Linked DNA regions of Rattus norvegicus: region 2 is linked to region 1. A link is a contact called in public Hi-C data. All regions are on one chromosome and are shown on one strand. Each heading gives the region's core, a stretch centred on a gene start, on an enhancer-like site or on the middle of the called end of the contact. The rest is flanking DNA. Distances are from core to core; before and after follow the strand shown. Region 1 overlaps LOC120095699 (a long non-coding RNA gene). Region 2 holds the start of Parl (presenilin associated, rhomboid-like).

Evidence for each region. A called contact is a pair of places that touch in the nucleus more often than the background predicts.
Region 2: a Hi-C map of the A7r5 cell line shows a contact between it and region 1, with 3 times the contacts expected there. The contact joins the promoter of Parl here to the enhancer-like site in region 1. A contact is called at or near these places in 4 of 12 Hi-C or Micro-C datasets (the A7r5 cell line, Schwann cells, kidney and 1 more).

The regions. Positions count from the first base shown.
Region 1 is chr11:93,925,326-93,932,567 of GRCr8, reverse strand. All of the region lies in intron 2 of LOC120095699 (a long non-coding RNA gene), which reads left to right. Among named protein-coding and RNA genes, the nearest start is that of Rps15al2, 16 kb to the right of the region's middle. Within about 2 kb of position 4,172, at least 10 of the 93 cell types and tissues checked have an H3K27ac peak or open chromatin away from gene starts, as enhancers often do. A contact at or near this core is called in the A7r5 cell line, where this site is marked.
Region 2 is chr11:94,093,778-94,101,019 of GRCr8, reverse strand. It overlaps Parl (presenilin associated, rhomboid-like), which reads right to left and starts at 2,533. Exons shown (of 10, transcript NM_001035249.1): 1 at 2,373-2,533. The coding sequence starts at 2,491. Cyp2ab1 (cytochrome P450, family 2, subfamily ab, polypeptide 1) reads right to left here. Exons shown (of 8, transcript XM_017598186.3): 7 at 6,651-6,792; 8 at 5,740-6,552. The coding sequence ends at 6,347.

The DNA of each region.
Region 1 (7,242 bases), core at 2,923-5,422:
AGCCTAGGTGCTACAGCGGATGAATGAATAATGAAATGTGGTACAGCTGCACAATAATTATCCAGCTATTGAGAAAAATGAAATGATAACATTTGCAGATAGATAAATAGGTAGAGCTAGGAAAAAAATCATCCTGAGAGGCAAAAGGATAAATATGTATGTTTTCTCTTATGTGTGTATACTAGTTTACAAATCTATTTAAATAACCACAGAGGTCAGGTGCCTAGTACTAAGGAACTAAGAGGAGGGAGGAGGATATCCTAAGGAAAGGAAAATAGAATACGTTGTTATGGAGAAGCAAGGGGGAAACTAGGATAGGAAGAGTAAATAGGGAAGGGGATGGCCTGTTGCGGTAAATATTAAAAATATCCACAAACCCTCACTAACTGGCATCATTGGCATTAGCAGAGTACATTCATCTCAGTGGCGGCCGGTTCTAGGGCACCATGCTATCTCCAGCTATTCTCCAGTTCCAGCGTCGGCTGCCCTCCTGGCTCTCTGCCACGGAACTCTGTTCTCATCCCCACCTTCTCCCCCCACAATGGTTATAATATCAACCTCCAGCAACCCATTAAAATCGAGACTCAATAAGCTTGTAATTTAGCAGCCAGATTTATCTCAGTAAATTTGCACTCCACAAAACCTCCACACAATAAACTCCCCACCAATCGATAATGATACAAACCGTCCACCTAGATAAGCTGACCTATAAAAATCCATCCCTTAAAAAATATTCATGGGCTGGGGATTTAGCTCAGTGGTGGAGCGCTTACCTAGGAAGCGCAAGGCCCTGGGTTCGGTCCCCAGCTCCAAAAAAAAAGAACCAAAAAAAAAATATTCATAACTACCTGTGGCCATTTAAGGCCACACAGATCTGGGTCGTCCTTCTCTGCCTCCATCTTGGTTCTTGTCCTCTTCTCCTCCCCGTCTCTCCTCCCTTCAAAACTCTGTCCCCACCTTACTTTTTCACTGCCCAATCACAGGCCTTGTCTTAAGTTGTGCCAGCCCTCGCCTGCAAATAGACAACAATCTACAGAGAGAATAGGGAGGAACCATGGAGGGAACAACCAACAATAAAGGTCATAGCTTCCTAAAACATATATGAAGAAATCTACATGAAGTGGCCAAATAATGCGGCAGACAATGCCCTAACCAGACATCGTCTACTGCCAAGCCAAACCTCCAGTGCCGGAACGAGTTACATCTTGTTGTTACCCACAGGAGCCACATAGAGAACCCCCGACCATCACAGAGTTTTGCCAAGGCTACTGGTTACTCTCCACAACCCGATGGTAAGGCCCTGTTACTGAAGACACCACTTACTTACGTCACTGGACATGGACACATTAAACTGGTGCCTAACTAAAAGCTCTACCCCTCCCAACTAGCGCTGTGGTCCTAGAAGTACAATACATGCTACTGAAGGAGAAAGATGATCATTCTATTTCCAAGCCACAACTCCTTTGACCTACAACAGTGGTCTGCCTACAAGATATGCTGGTATATTAGTGGCACGAGTGTCGTGGGAGTAACCAACCACTTTCTGATTGGATTTAAGGCCCACCCCCTGTGATAGAAAGTGTTCCTGACACTACTAAAACAGCCAAGAACATGAGACTATATAGGTCATGGGATTATAGGAAATCCTAATGCTGTTATCTTCTTCTAATGACGCACTGCTATAGCCATGGGATCTCAGTCAACCTTCACCAGAGAAGCTTCCTCTTGCAAAAGATAAGAAACACAGAAACCCACAAGTGGACAATGTTCAGAGTGAGAAACTTTGGAGTACCCAGTCCTTAGTGGAAGATTTTTATCAAACTCCGGCTTCTAAGTGGAAGAGGAGGTGAAAAGACTAAGATAGGTGATGGATGACTCTAAGGAAGGTGTGTCTTCCAGACACAACAGGACTGGGGCACGTATGAACTCACAGAGACTGTGATAGCACACAGAGGCCTGCAGAGGTTCAAGCCAGGTAGGGTCTCAGTACTGAGACAGGGGAGTAGACGTAAGCCCCACCCCTAACCAAGAAAGCTATTTGCAATTGATACCTGTTGGCAAAGGGAAAACACATTTTCTCCAGTGGAATTTCACTGAGTATTATTAACCACACCTCAGGCAGGGCCCTGAAGGACCCTAGGGGCTTTTGGCAGTCTTACACCCACCACCTCAGGTCAAGACCTGAAGTACCAGCTTCCGGCCTGGGGTCAAGGCTAGGCCAAGTCCCATTCTCCACCCACAGCTCTCAACATTCTTGAAAAACCACAGAAGGTACTGACTGATAGTCACTGACCCTCTGGTCCCAGATAGAGTTCTTTTTTTTTTTTTTTTTTTTGGTTCTTTTTTCCGGAGCTGGGGACCGAACCCAGGGCCTTGTGCTTCCTAGGCAAGCGCTCTACCACTGAGCTAAATCCCCAGCCCCCCAGATAGAGTTCTAATGCATGTCTTATGCTTCCTAGCCGATAGACTCAAAGGTCAATATGCTCACCAATAAGTTTAAACTGTAACCTTGCTGATGTAACCTGTAGCCCTAAAAGGTATAAAAACTGCTTGTTATAGCCATCCGAGGTCACCTTCTAGTCACTCGCCACGAGGGTTGCCAGAAAAATAAACCTCTTGCGTTTGCATCGAACTCCATTTTCGTGTCTCACTTTGGGGGTCTCCCGGTAGTTAAGACTCACTTCGAGCCTTACAGTGACACAAAACAAATCCATTGGTATTTTTGTAGACTTTTTGTCTCATTTTGCTTTGTTTGGGCTTTTTTTTTTTTTTTTTTTTTTTTTGTCTTATTTCTCTTTTGCTTATCTGCTTTTATTTTCTTTTTGTGTGTGTGTGGGTTTTTTTGGAAGGGGGGGTTGTGTGTGTTTCTTATAGTTTTTTTTTTTACTTTGTTTATTTGACAGAGAGAAAGAGAGAAAACATGAAGTTGGGTGGGTAGAGAAGTATGGAGAATCTGGAATTGGAGGAGGGAAAACATGATGAAAATATATTGTATAATTTTTTTCAATTAAAAAAGGCAAAACACTCAGAAATGAGGAAGAGGAGGAGGGAGAGGAAGAGAAGGACAAAAGGACACTAGGTCTTCACAGAAGGGCACTAGAGAAAACAATGTTTAGACACCTTTTCTTCAGTGAAAGAAATTGACGACACGCCTTTTTCCATTCAGAAGTGTGAGTGGATGTGTTAGTGCCTGGTAACCTTTGCTATTCTGTAAAGTTAGCCTTCTCAAATTTCCCAGAGTCCTGAGCATTGTTTCTCAGTCAATGGAACCCATTCATGTCAAAAAAAGAAAAAGAAAAGTTACAGGTGCTTTGCTAAAGAGGTGTACTCTGTAAGAGTCTTGATGTAACCATGGCTGATGCTTGGTTGTGATAATTGTCAGAAGGAAACTTTCCAACGTTTTAATGTGTTTAATTAAAATAAATGACGGGGGCTGGAGAGATGGCTCAGTGGTTAAGAGCACCAACTGCTCTTCCAGAGGTCCTGAGTTCAAATCCCAGCAACCACATGGTGGCTCACAGCCATCTGTAATGGGATTCGATGCTCTCTTCTGGTATGTCAGAAGACAGCTACAGTGTACTCATATACAAAATAAATAAATAAATCTTTAAAAAAAATAAATAAAATAAAATAAAATAAATGACAACAGACTCCAGAGGTTACCACTGGCTAACTAAGTGGAGCTGAACCCAAGTTCTTTCTTTTTTTTTTAAAGAATTAATTATTAATTAATTTATTTTATGTGAGTAAAGTGATGAATAATGTATATCCTCTTGTAACTAAAAATCACAAAGGCTTCGGGGAGTCAAGAAGCCATAAGGGGGGTTGGGGATTTAGCTCAGTGGTAGAGCGCTTGCCTAGCAAGCACAAGGCCCTGGGTTCGGTCCCCAGCTCCGGAAAAAAAAAAAAGAAGCCATAAGGTTTGGATATACTCACCACAGACCAGACGGAATTCAGATGAGTGTGCCTGCCTAATGTTGAGAGTGGGATTTTTTTCCCCTTGGTCTTGAGTTCTCTTACCTTTCCCAATTACTAAGGCAAATTTTAACTTCTGTTCCTAGTTTATATTTGTCCCAGATTTTCACCTGGCTGACACCCAGGGACTGCCTGAGGACGGCAGACTGCTGATTTCTGACTCACTGAAAGCTGAGGATTAGCCATTCCAGTGATATGCTTGGTTCCCTGTCTTTCAGCTGAGTCACCTAACCAGATGCTTTGAATAAATGCCCCATTGCCCAGCCTTTAACTGGCATTTCAGCCTTCCTGGGCTCCCAAAAGACAACATCCTAATCTCAGCAGGAAGCAGCTATAGAAGGAGAAAAATACAATGTTGAGATGCTAAGTCAAAAAGAACCCTATTTCTGGCAATAACTCATAATTCTTAGGTCCCAATTGATCCCTTGGCTAATGATTCTGATCTTGAGGAAAAAAACCGATGAATCAATTATTTGACTCAGTTACAAACAGAGTGGGTAATGAGAGGACAGAGTCAGCTGGAGACAGGCTGACTCCATGGCAGGCTGCAAACTGACAGTTTGGGAGACTAGGCCTAAGTTTCTGTTTCCCAGAACTGGAAAAGTAGAAAACAAGTCAATTTCAGAAAAAAAAAAAAAAAATCCACATGCCTTAGTTAGGGTTTTATGGCTGTGAACAGACACCATGACCAAGGCAACTCTTATAAGGACAACATTTAATTGGCACTGGCTTACAGATTCAGAGGTTCAGTCCAATACCATCAAAGTGGGAGCATAGCAGCATCCAGGCAGGAATGGTGCAGGAGGAGCTCAGTTTCTACATCTTCATCTGTGACTTCAATGGTGACAAATAAAGAGAGTAAAATAGGCCTAGGTCCCCAGGGGCGTAAATGAGTGTCTGGTAAGAAAGTAGCCGAAGGCAAGGGCTCAGTGATTGCTACTTTTCTTGTTGCTATAATTAAATAACAAAAGTAACTTAAGAGGGGTTTGTTTACAGTCTGAGGGGACATCCTATCAAGGTGCAGTGGGGAAGGCCTGGCAGCAGGAGCATGAGGCAGATGGGTAACACTGCATCCAGAGAGAAACCTAAAAGCAATGGCTGCTGTGCATGGCTCAGCACCCTTTCTCCTTTTTATTCGTTCTGGAACTCTAACCCATGGAATCCATGCAAAGAAAAAAAGGCAGAGAGCCTTTACCCTGGGATCCAGCTTATCTTCCTGTTGGCAGGGTCAGAGGCTTGAATCTTCGAGCACTGTAGATGGACAACGAGGTATGTCTTCCCACCTCTGTGCTTATTAAGGCCAGAATGGTATGGAACCTTCAGTTTTAACACTTCTCTCAGATCCCTACGGTAATTATCTGTGCCTACGCAGGCTCAGGATACCTTGTGACCTAGAGTTTAGATACTTCTCTCTGACCCGTGAGTTTCTACAGCACAACAGTAACCTTTCAATCCCAAGTAAAGTACAACCTCGAAGTGATGTAAAAAACGGAGGGAAGAGGTTTAAAAATATTTTAATACTTCCCTGAACTTTTATAAGATGTATTTGATGTATATCCTACAGCTTTTCTTACATCCACCCCTGCTTTCCTACCTACCCAACTTGGTGCTCCCTTAGCTCTTGGAGTTCAAGTTATGTTATCCAAATAGTTGGGTGTGGGGCCAGCCCCCGGAAAGTGACTGACCTACCAGGAGTTACACCCTTGAAGATAAAACAGCCCAGCTGTTATCAAATGCAAATAGCTCCTTACCCGGGTTGGGACCTCAGGCCAAAGGCCGTGAGAAGATTCTTAACATTCTTTAGAGATAAAATTTGAAAGCCACCAAAAGCCACCAAAATCGTACATATGTAAAATTACCTAAGAGCTGAGAGGTTAGAAGTATGTTGTTGTAGTAAACATTTAATCTCAAAGGGGGTTTCTACCCTGCCTTTGATCACTCAGTTCTCAGATAAAAGACGCAAAACCTTTATATATTATGATAAGCCTTAAAGCACTAGAGCTGGGCAGATATCAACGCTCTAAGCTGTTGGTTTCTACTTCCCTATCAATAACCCCAACTTATAACGAATCATGTTCCCTCTGGTCAGCTCTTAACTCCAGCTGGCCAGCCCTCATGGCCTGCCTCCCCCATCTCTCTTCTGCCTCTTTACTCAACCAACAGTTTTAAACTAAGGAACAAGGTTGCATAGCATCACTTGGCATGTGTGAGGATTCTCTCACGCCTGAGACAACCAGGACCAGCCAGAATTTAGCATTAGATGCATAGCAACAGACCAAACCTCAACGTATGATGCTTTCTACCAGCTCGCCTGTCTCGAACTCCAGATCCAGGGAATCTGGTGCCCTCTGCTGGCCTGTAGAGACACTACAGTTGTGTGGTACTCATCTAAATAAATCTTTCTTTAAAACACCTAAAAGTGAATCAGCCAACGCCTCCAGAGTTCCCTCCTTAGGGCAATGGTCTTTCCAGAAGTGGTTTTTTTCTAGCTCCAGGAACTGCTCACAGGTGATCCCAAAGTCTCCACGGCCACAGGACAAACAGTTTTCTCCGTCTCAATTACTCCCATCAAGGCTCACTTGACTTCCATTCTTCAGTTTTCTAGTTCCTGGCTTTAAGGTATCCTGACGAACTTGGATACCTTGTACCATCATGAAACAAAATACTACGCCCAACACACAATGATACAGAGTAAACATTCAAGTTCCAAAATGGAAAAAAGATGACCTCACAAAGAGAGAGAGAGAGAGAGAGAGAGAGAGAGAGAGAGAGAGAAGAGAGAGAGAGAGATTGGACCAAAGCAGGACTAAAAGCTAGTACAGAAGAACCAGAATCATGCAACTGTGTGTCGGGCATCTGGGACTCAGGATGGCATCGCCTGTGCGTGCGTCAAAGGACTTATATAGCCCCACTCCTCCAGCTCTGTCCCCTGCATCACAAACTGTATCTCTTGGTCCAGCTGGATTCTGTGCCTCAGCTTTCCCCAGCAAAAGTCACACGCTTCAGGAATCCCCAACATCCTGGGCCTTGTACTGTAATTTGGGAGCCACCTTCTCAACTTTAGAGTGGTCACTCCTGGTCTTCTTGTGGGAAGTCCGTGACACACCTTGCCTGGCCTTAGCCAATCTCTGGAACCATTAAACAAACTTTATGACCTCAGTCTCAAAATCCTGGGTGGTTTGTTTGTTTGTTTTGTTTTTGTTTGTACTGTATTGATGATGGTCTCAAGTTCTTTTGACTCTGGATGGAATCTTCCCTCTCGGACCG
Region 2 (7,242 bases), core at 1,284-3,783, 170 kb before region 1:
AGTCCAGGAAGAGTTTAAAGTAGCAAAAGTACTAATAAAAGGATAAGCAATCAAAACAAGTAATGTCACCTGGAACCAAACCACAGACAGGATCATTATCAGAACACATTCATTATACAGAATTAAGTCTGTAACAGTACTATTGACTTCTCTTACTAGTACAAGAATCATGAAGGCTATGAGTACAGCAGCCTAACCTAACCATTCCTCTGTCACAGGGTAGCATAAAATCTTATAACTGCTATAAAAGTAGAAACACGCTTTGGCTGGCAGGTCCCTTGGGACTGTGTGTTTCTATAAGCCTTTGCATCACCACTAGTGTTTATAAAATGCAAAATGTTGGGCCCTCTCTAGAGCCACATGGCCTGACTCATTCTGCATGCTAATTTTAGAACCACAGCAACTCAAAACTAGTGATCCCAAAGAAAGCAACTTCCATTCCCTATTAAGTTCATACGTGAGGAGACAAGAGCAAAGCCAGTACTTCAAGTTCACCCACATTCTCACCTAATGCATTCTCCCATAACCACAAGACAAGAATGTCCGCTTCAAAGTTTCCATAAAAATCTTTAGTACCACATGTATATGGGAGGGATGGTTAGAGAGGGTCTCAAGTTATCCATGATGGCCTTACAGTCTGGCTCCTACTCCACCTCCCAAGGGCTGGGATTACTGGCCTGAGCCACGACGATAGACTAAACTGTTTTGACAAGTTCTGTGTGTGTGGCGTTACTAGAGACTGTGTATGAGAGACAAGCACTCTACCAATGGACTGTTCCCAGCTTTTACTAGAGGCGCCTCATAAATGAAGTGTCCGGTTCTTTTGCTGCCTTTTTCCAAAACTAGTAGAGCAAATCAACAGGCTCACTGAAATCTTTAGTTACCTCCAAGTAACTTCCTCAGTTCTACCTGTTTAATAAGACTTTTTTCTTTCTTTTTTTCAAACAGTCTTCTGCTGCCCTGGCAGACCTTGAACTCCTAATCATGCTTACAAACAAGTCTGACCGAGCCAAGCTGTTTTAAGAAGAACCACAGTTGGGTTCGGTCCCCAGCTCCGAAAAAAAGAACCAAAAAAAAAAAAGAAGAAGAAGAAGAAGAAGAAGAAGAAGAAGAAGAAGAAGAAGAAGAAGAAGAAGAAGAAGAAGAAGAAGAAGAAGAAGAAGAAGAAGAGGAGGAAGAGGAAGAGGAAGAGGAAGAAGAAGAAGAGGAAGAGGAAGAAGAGGAAGAGGAAGAAGAGGAAGAAGAGGAAGAAGAAGAGGAAGAAGAGGAAGAAGAAGAGGAAGAAGAAGAAGAAGAGGAAGAAGAAGAAGAAGAAGAGGAAGAAGAAGAAGAAGAAGAGGAAGAAGAAGAAGAAGAAGAAGAAGAAGAAGAAGAAGAAGAAGAAGAAGAAGAAGAAGAAGAAGAAGAAGAAGAAGAAGAAGAAGAAGAACCACAGTGCCCAGTAAGCCACACAGTATGCAACTTTTTCACCGATGCAGGTTCTTCCACTTTTACGGTCTTCCAGATCCTGATTTGGGGGTGGAACCTGGGAAATGACTCTACAAACAGTCCAGGTGCTATTTATTTATAATTCAGGGTCTTCCGCGTGTTACCTCCAACTCACCATCCTCCTGCTTCAGACTAATCAAAGTTGAGATTACACACCTGTGCCCACCTCAGGTCAATTTTAGGATCAGGGGTGCCTGCACCATGTTCAACCTTAATTATTTATCTCTGGCTAGCTTGCTCGTTGATAAACACTCAGGCTCCTTGATGTATCGCACCATCAATTAGGTAGAAACTGCAAAGTTGACATCTTCAGATGAAGTTTCAAAATCAGAATTAATTCTTCAACAGTTGTGGAATGTCTCTTCTATTACAGTAAATGTAAAACCCGGCCGACCTGAAAGGCCACGTGCTTCCTACGGCAGTATAACGATGACATCCTTTCCAAAGCTAAGAAGGCAACGCTGTGGTGGCATAAGGGCTTTACAATGACCAGCCACAGAGAATGAAACCATACTCTACCAGCTCTGCAAACTGCTTCACTAACTAAAAGCCGGGGTCAGACCTTTCAAGAACAGGAACCGGGGAAGCAATTAACGCCCAGAAGTTAGTTCTCCTTTCCATCACGTCCCTCGCAATTACTAGGAGAGACACCCCGGGTTTGGAGAACAGGGCAGGGCTCGGCCAGACACCGCTCGGGCAGGAGCGACACCTCCAGAAGCCAAGAGGAACGAAGGACTAAGGAAAAGCGCGGCGGGAATGAGGCAGCTTTAGGAAAGACCTCGTAAACAATGGAGAGCGGCAGCCCAAGGCGGCTGCCTCCTCTGGAGGATGCGCGCGACTCCAGCTCAAGGGAAAACCGGGAAGCCGGAAGCGGCAGCCATTACCTGCGTCCAAGCAGCTGCCGGGCCTGGGTCGCAGAGAGCTCCCGGTAGCCGCCACCCAAGAGAGGCGCCCACGTCTGACCGCAGCGCCAGCCTCGCTGTACCCAACTATACAACGCCATCTTAACAACCTCTGCCCCACCATGGCCCGACCTCACTAACCCCGGTCTACAAATCACTTCCGGGGCGAAGGAAGAGCATAGAGCGTGGAGGAGCGGCCTAGAGCACCACCTGGAGGCCGAACAGTTCCGGTCTTCCTCTCTCTGACCAGCATCAGCGTGGAAGCCTCTGGTGAGAGTGGCTGGGAAAACTTGAGACTTTGAGTAACGCTGTGTTAGCAGACACAAGAAGACACAGTGCTTCATAGCCTCGGAGAGGTGAAATGGCCACTGGCAACCTTTACACGCCAGGGTTGGCCACCTGTCTTCAAACTGAGACTGAAAAGCAGAAAAAGATTTATCAGTGGGGCCACACTGGAGGAAGAGACCCAGGGACTCCTCATCTTCTAAATCTAACATGAGGGAAGGCAAGAGGTATGCAGTTTAAGGAAACTGTGACCCGTCACCTCAGATCCAACTTGCTTCTCCAGGTCCGCCTCCCTTGACAAGTTGCAAATCTTTCTGTAGTTTCTGGCTGCCCCCAGAACTCGGGCACATTTTTTTTCTTCCAGCAAGAGATTTCTGGAGTGATTCCACTTTCTTAGGGTGCATTACTTCAGTGTGGTAGCCAAAGACGGCCACAAATGTCTCTACTCTCACTCTTACTGGTTATGTGGAATCAGGATAGAAAGACCACACACGAGAAAGTTAAAGAAGCAAGGGAAGGGTTGCCTACACCGGAGTCTGGTTGATCTCTAGCCAACTGAGAGTCAAGTATCCAATTAACACAATTAAGATTTGCTTTGAGGGGACTGGAGAGATGCCTCAGCGGTTAAGAGCCCCGACTGCTCTTCCAGAAGTCCTAAGTTCAATTCCCAGCAACCACATGGTGGCTCACAACCATCTGTAATGGGATCCGATGCCCTCTTCTGGTGTGTCTGAAGACAGCTGCAGTGTACTTATATATAATAAATGAATAAATCTTAAAAAAAAAAAAAAGATTTGCTTTGAGAACAATGTTCCCTTTCTATAGGGATGTTTCAAGTAAGAATGTTACAGTGGTAGCAAATCGTGTTTAATGCCTAAGCATGGCATGTTTGCTCTCCTAGCTATAAATCTGCAGTTTTATAGAACTCACAGGAAACCTGATTTATAGTAAAAGAGACTTTTTAACTCCCTCAGCTACTTTATGGCCCTTGGTTTATATTATTAGATTGGAGTCTATCAGAAGTTCCTTCGGGACTATTCTGTCAGCTCATTTCAAGAGGGGAAAAGATGATGGAGTGGGGTTGGGGTCCCTCAGAAAGTCTTCTGGTACTGGTGCTAAAGTCTGGGCTGGGTGTTTCCAGACTTCAAGAATGAATAATGGTCTATACAGAATGTGAAGCTTGGGGAAAGACCCTGATTCAAAACAAGTCAGAACACACTGCAGAACTGTGGTTGGCAGCACCCGTGAAGATGCTTAAGGGACCCCAGTCATTGTTTGTGGTTTCCAGATATGGGATGCAGAGGAGTTCAGTTGCTAAGAGATACCAGCTTTGTGTGGCTCTACTTTTCATTCACAGATTCAAATATACAATTGTGTCTTATTGTACACGTTCCCAAAGTCAGCCTAGACCAAATGAGCCAACATAAAGATGGATGGCTGAGCTAACTGAGACCAGAACCAGTGTGGGGCAGCCTGTGTGCATCCTGTATATCTCCACCCCTTCTCATGTTCTACTCCTTTATTACTACCCTAGGTCATTTTAGCAAGCCAACTCTGACCGGCTCCATCTTGTAGCTCCTCTCCCTCATCCCCTAACCCCTTCTTTCTGTTTTGATTTTCCTCATGGGTTTGCCAGACATCACAGGCTGGCCCGATTCATAGTCTGTGCAGTCTGCAGAGCTTGTCTTGTTTTAGGCTATTTGGTTGCATTCCTTTATCTCCCTTCATTCTACCTTTTGCCATGACTTTGCCACCCACCTTGTCCCTACTGTGACCCTCCTATTTACTTTCCCTCTGTTTTTTCAGTATCAACCTAGTCCAGCCACTTGCTTTCTATTCTCTTCCCATTCATGAAGTGCTATCTGTATTTCATTTTTTCTTTTAGGTTGGGGGGGTTGTTTGTTTGTTTGTTTTTGAGACAGGGCTTTACTGTGTAGCCCAGGCTATCCTGGAACTCACTCTGTAGAGAAGACTGGCCTTGACCTCACAGAGATCCACCTGCATCTTTGTCCCAAGTGTTGGGAGTAAAGGCTTTTTTTTTTTTAAGTAAGGGTTTTTTGTTGTTTTTGTCTTTTTGGTTTTTGTTTTGTTTTGTTATGTTTTGTTTTTAATGAAAGCTGGAGAAATAGCTCATGGGTTAAGAATACTAACTTCATTTCCAGGGGACCCCAGTTCAATTCCCAGCACTCATGTTGGGTAACTCACAACTGCCTGAAATTCCATCTCCAAATGATCCATACCCTCTTCAGGTCCCTGAACACACACACACACACCAAACCAGGCATGATAATCCCAATGCTTGGGAGAGAGGCAAACAGATCTCTGAGACATTGAAGCTAGCCTAGGTCTACATAATAAGACTGAAACAAACAAAAACTACCACAAAATAGCAGGGGCAAAAACCTTATAGAAACCCACTATTTTGGAAGCTAATTTAAAAATATAATTTAAAAAGGAGCTTGAACACAGGTACCCCCCCCCTCAAAAGACATAAGGCATTAAATGAACATCTCAGCCCTATGTGTGTTTACATCTTTTGAGTTATTGGCTGGGAGCCCTGCCCCACCCCCCCAAACTGCAATATAGCCTATTGCATTGTTCTGGGCTTCCTGTCCTAACCTTACGATAAGATTCTGTGTTGAGGACAGATTTTGGTTGCAGGACAGAGAAATCAAGCTGGAAGTAACCTGAGGGCTTCCTTCCTTCCTTCCAGCTTTCATCATACCAGAAAATGCAATGCAGGCCACTGGAGGGGAAGGGGGTTACCCAGGATGAGTGCCGATAAGGAATGTTGACCTACCCTCTGGGCCCATCATGACAGGAAGTGTATGAAGAAAGCCATTGACTTTCAGATTTTCGGCCTACTCCCCTGGAGGAACTTCATGCCTTGTACCACAAACATGGTGTAATGCCACGGCTGCAAGGGCCTAATAGGAACCTACTTCTGCCATTTTCCTAAACAGACACGCTATCAAAACGCCTTCTAAATGTCTCGTCGATAGCCACAGACTGGCACAGTCCTCCTCCTCAGCCAGAGAAACTTCTCACTTCGGTGGACGGGTACGTGGCAGCCTCTCGTTTTTATTTTAATTTCCACTTAATACAAGTAATTCTCTTTTTAGTAAGATCTGTTTGAAGACACTATTTCAAAGCATCGCAGCTGTTATAGGGAAAGTAGAGCCAGGGTCCTTGATGGAAATGTGTGTGGGGACAACAGATTTAGGGACTTCTTCCCTCTGGTCTGAGGAGGGCGGGGAGGAGACAGAAAATGGTGTGCACGTACTCCCGCCTTCACCCCCACCGCTGCCCACCAGTTATCAGTCCCCAGCATTTGCATGCACTACTGTTTATAGTATTATGGGAAAGCATTTCCCTTTAAACTTACTTGGCTACTACATTGTGACATTTGATTTCCCCCCAAATGAACCATGTGAACCGAGTCAGACTTTACCAAATGTTACAAAATCCTCCTCTGCCAAAGCATAATTATCCTGCTCTAAGAAAGAAACTGCCAGAACCCAGTCAGGTACGGTTGCATTTTCTGGGATTACCATCAGAGCTAGTGTGAGAACTGTGGGCAGCTGGGCTAGGAAGATCTACTTCTTCCTGGCTGCTGATACTGAGGGGCTGACACGTGGAAACCTCGTGTGTTGGGGGACTGCAGGGCAGGCCTAGGGCTCCCTAGGGCTGAGGCTGCTCAGACGAGGCACGGCACAAATCTTCTGGGGCTGAGGCTGCAGTGTACCACCAAAGACATATTCCAGCCTGAGGCCCTGGCTCCCTTCTGGTAATTGAAACCGAAAGGTCCTGAGGAGGGTGGCAAACATCAGGAAGAGCTCCATTCGGGCAAGCTGTTCCCCAGGACACACACGATGCCCTGGAAGCAGAGAGAAAGGTCAAAGGAAAACAGGACTCTGTCTGTCCCAATAATCTTCCCACGTATACCATTCCAGGACCCAGCACTGTTCCTGATACCTGCAGAGAAGGGCAGGAAGGCTTCATTGGTCACAAAGTCTCCATCTTTGTCTAGGAAGTGGCCAGGGTTGAACTGATGAGGGGTCTCCCAGCACTCGGGGTCACACAGCACCGAGGCCAGATTGGGCAAGATGATGGTTCCCTGCAAAGAAGAGCTAATGTAGCTTGTGGAGGCTCAGACTGCTCAGTACCCAGCCTTGGCCTGGGGCTAAAGCAACTCCAGTATATGGGTGGGGGTGGTGGAGTGCCCAGAACCCAGGGAGATCCTCAACGGCCTTCCCTCCACGCTCACACTCATTAAGGAGCTGAGTTCTACCTCTGGATTCAAGGCAGCCCACAATGGGGGAAGGGAAGAATAGAGAGAATAAGAAGGGGGAAAGAAAGATCAAGCATTGGGAAGACAGAAAACGTAGAGCCAGAGATGGACACTTGACTAGTTAGTGGTGGGAGGAGGAGACCGTGACCTATGTCCTCACCTTCCCACTAACTGTTCCCCTACTCTTAACCCTTACCTACCTTGCAGCTCTAACCCCAGCGTCCACTTTGTTTCACAAGTGAATGAGTGACTAAAAAGAAAGTCACACTGAGCAAG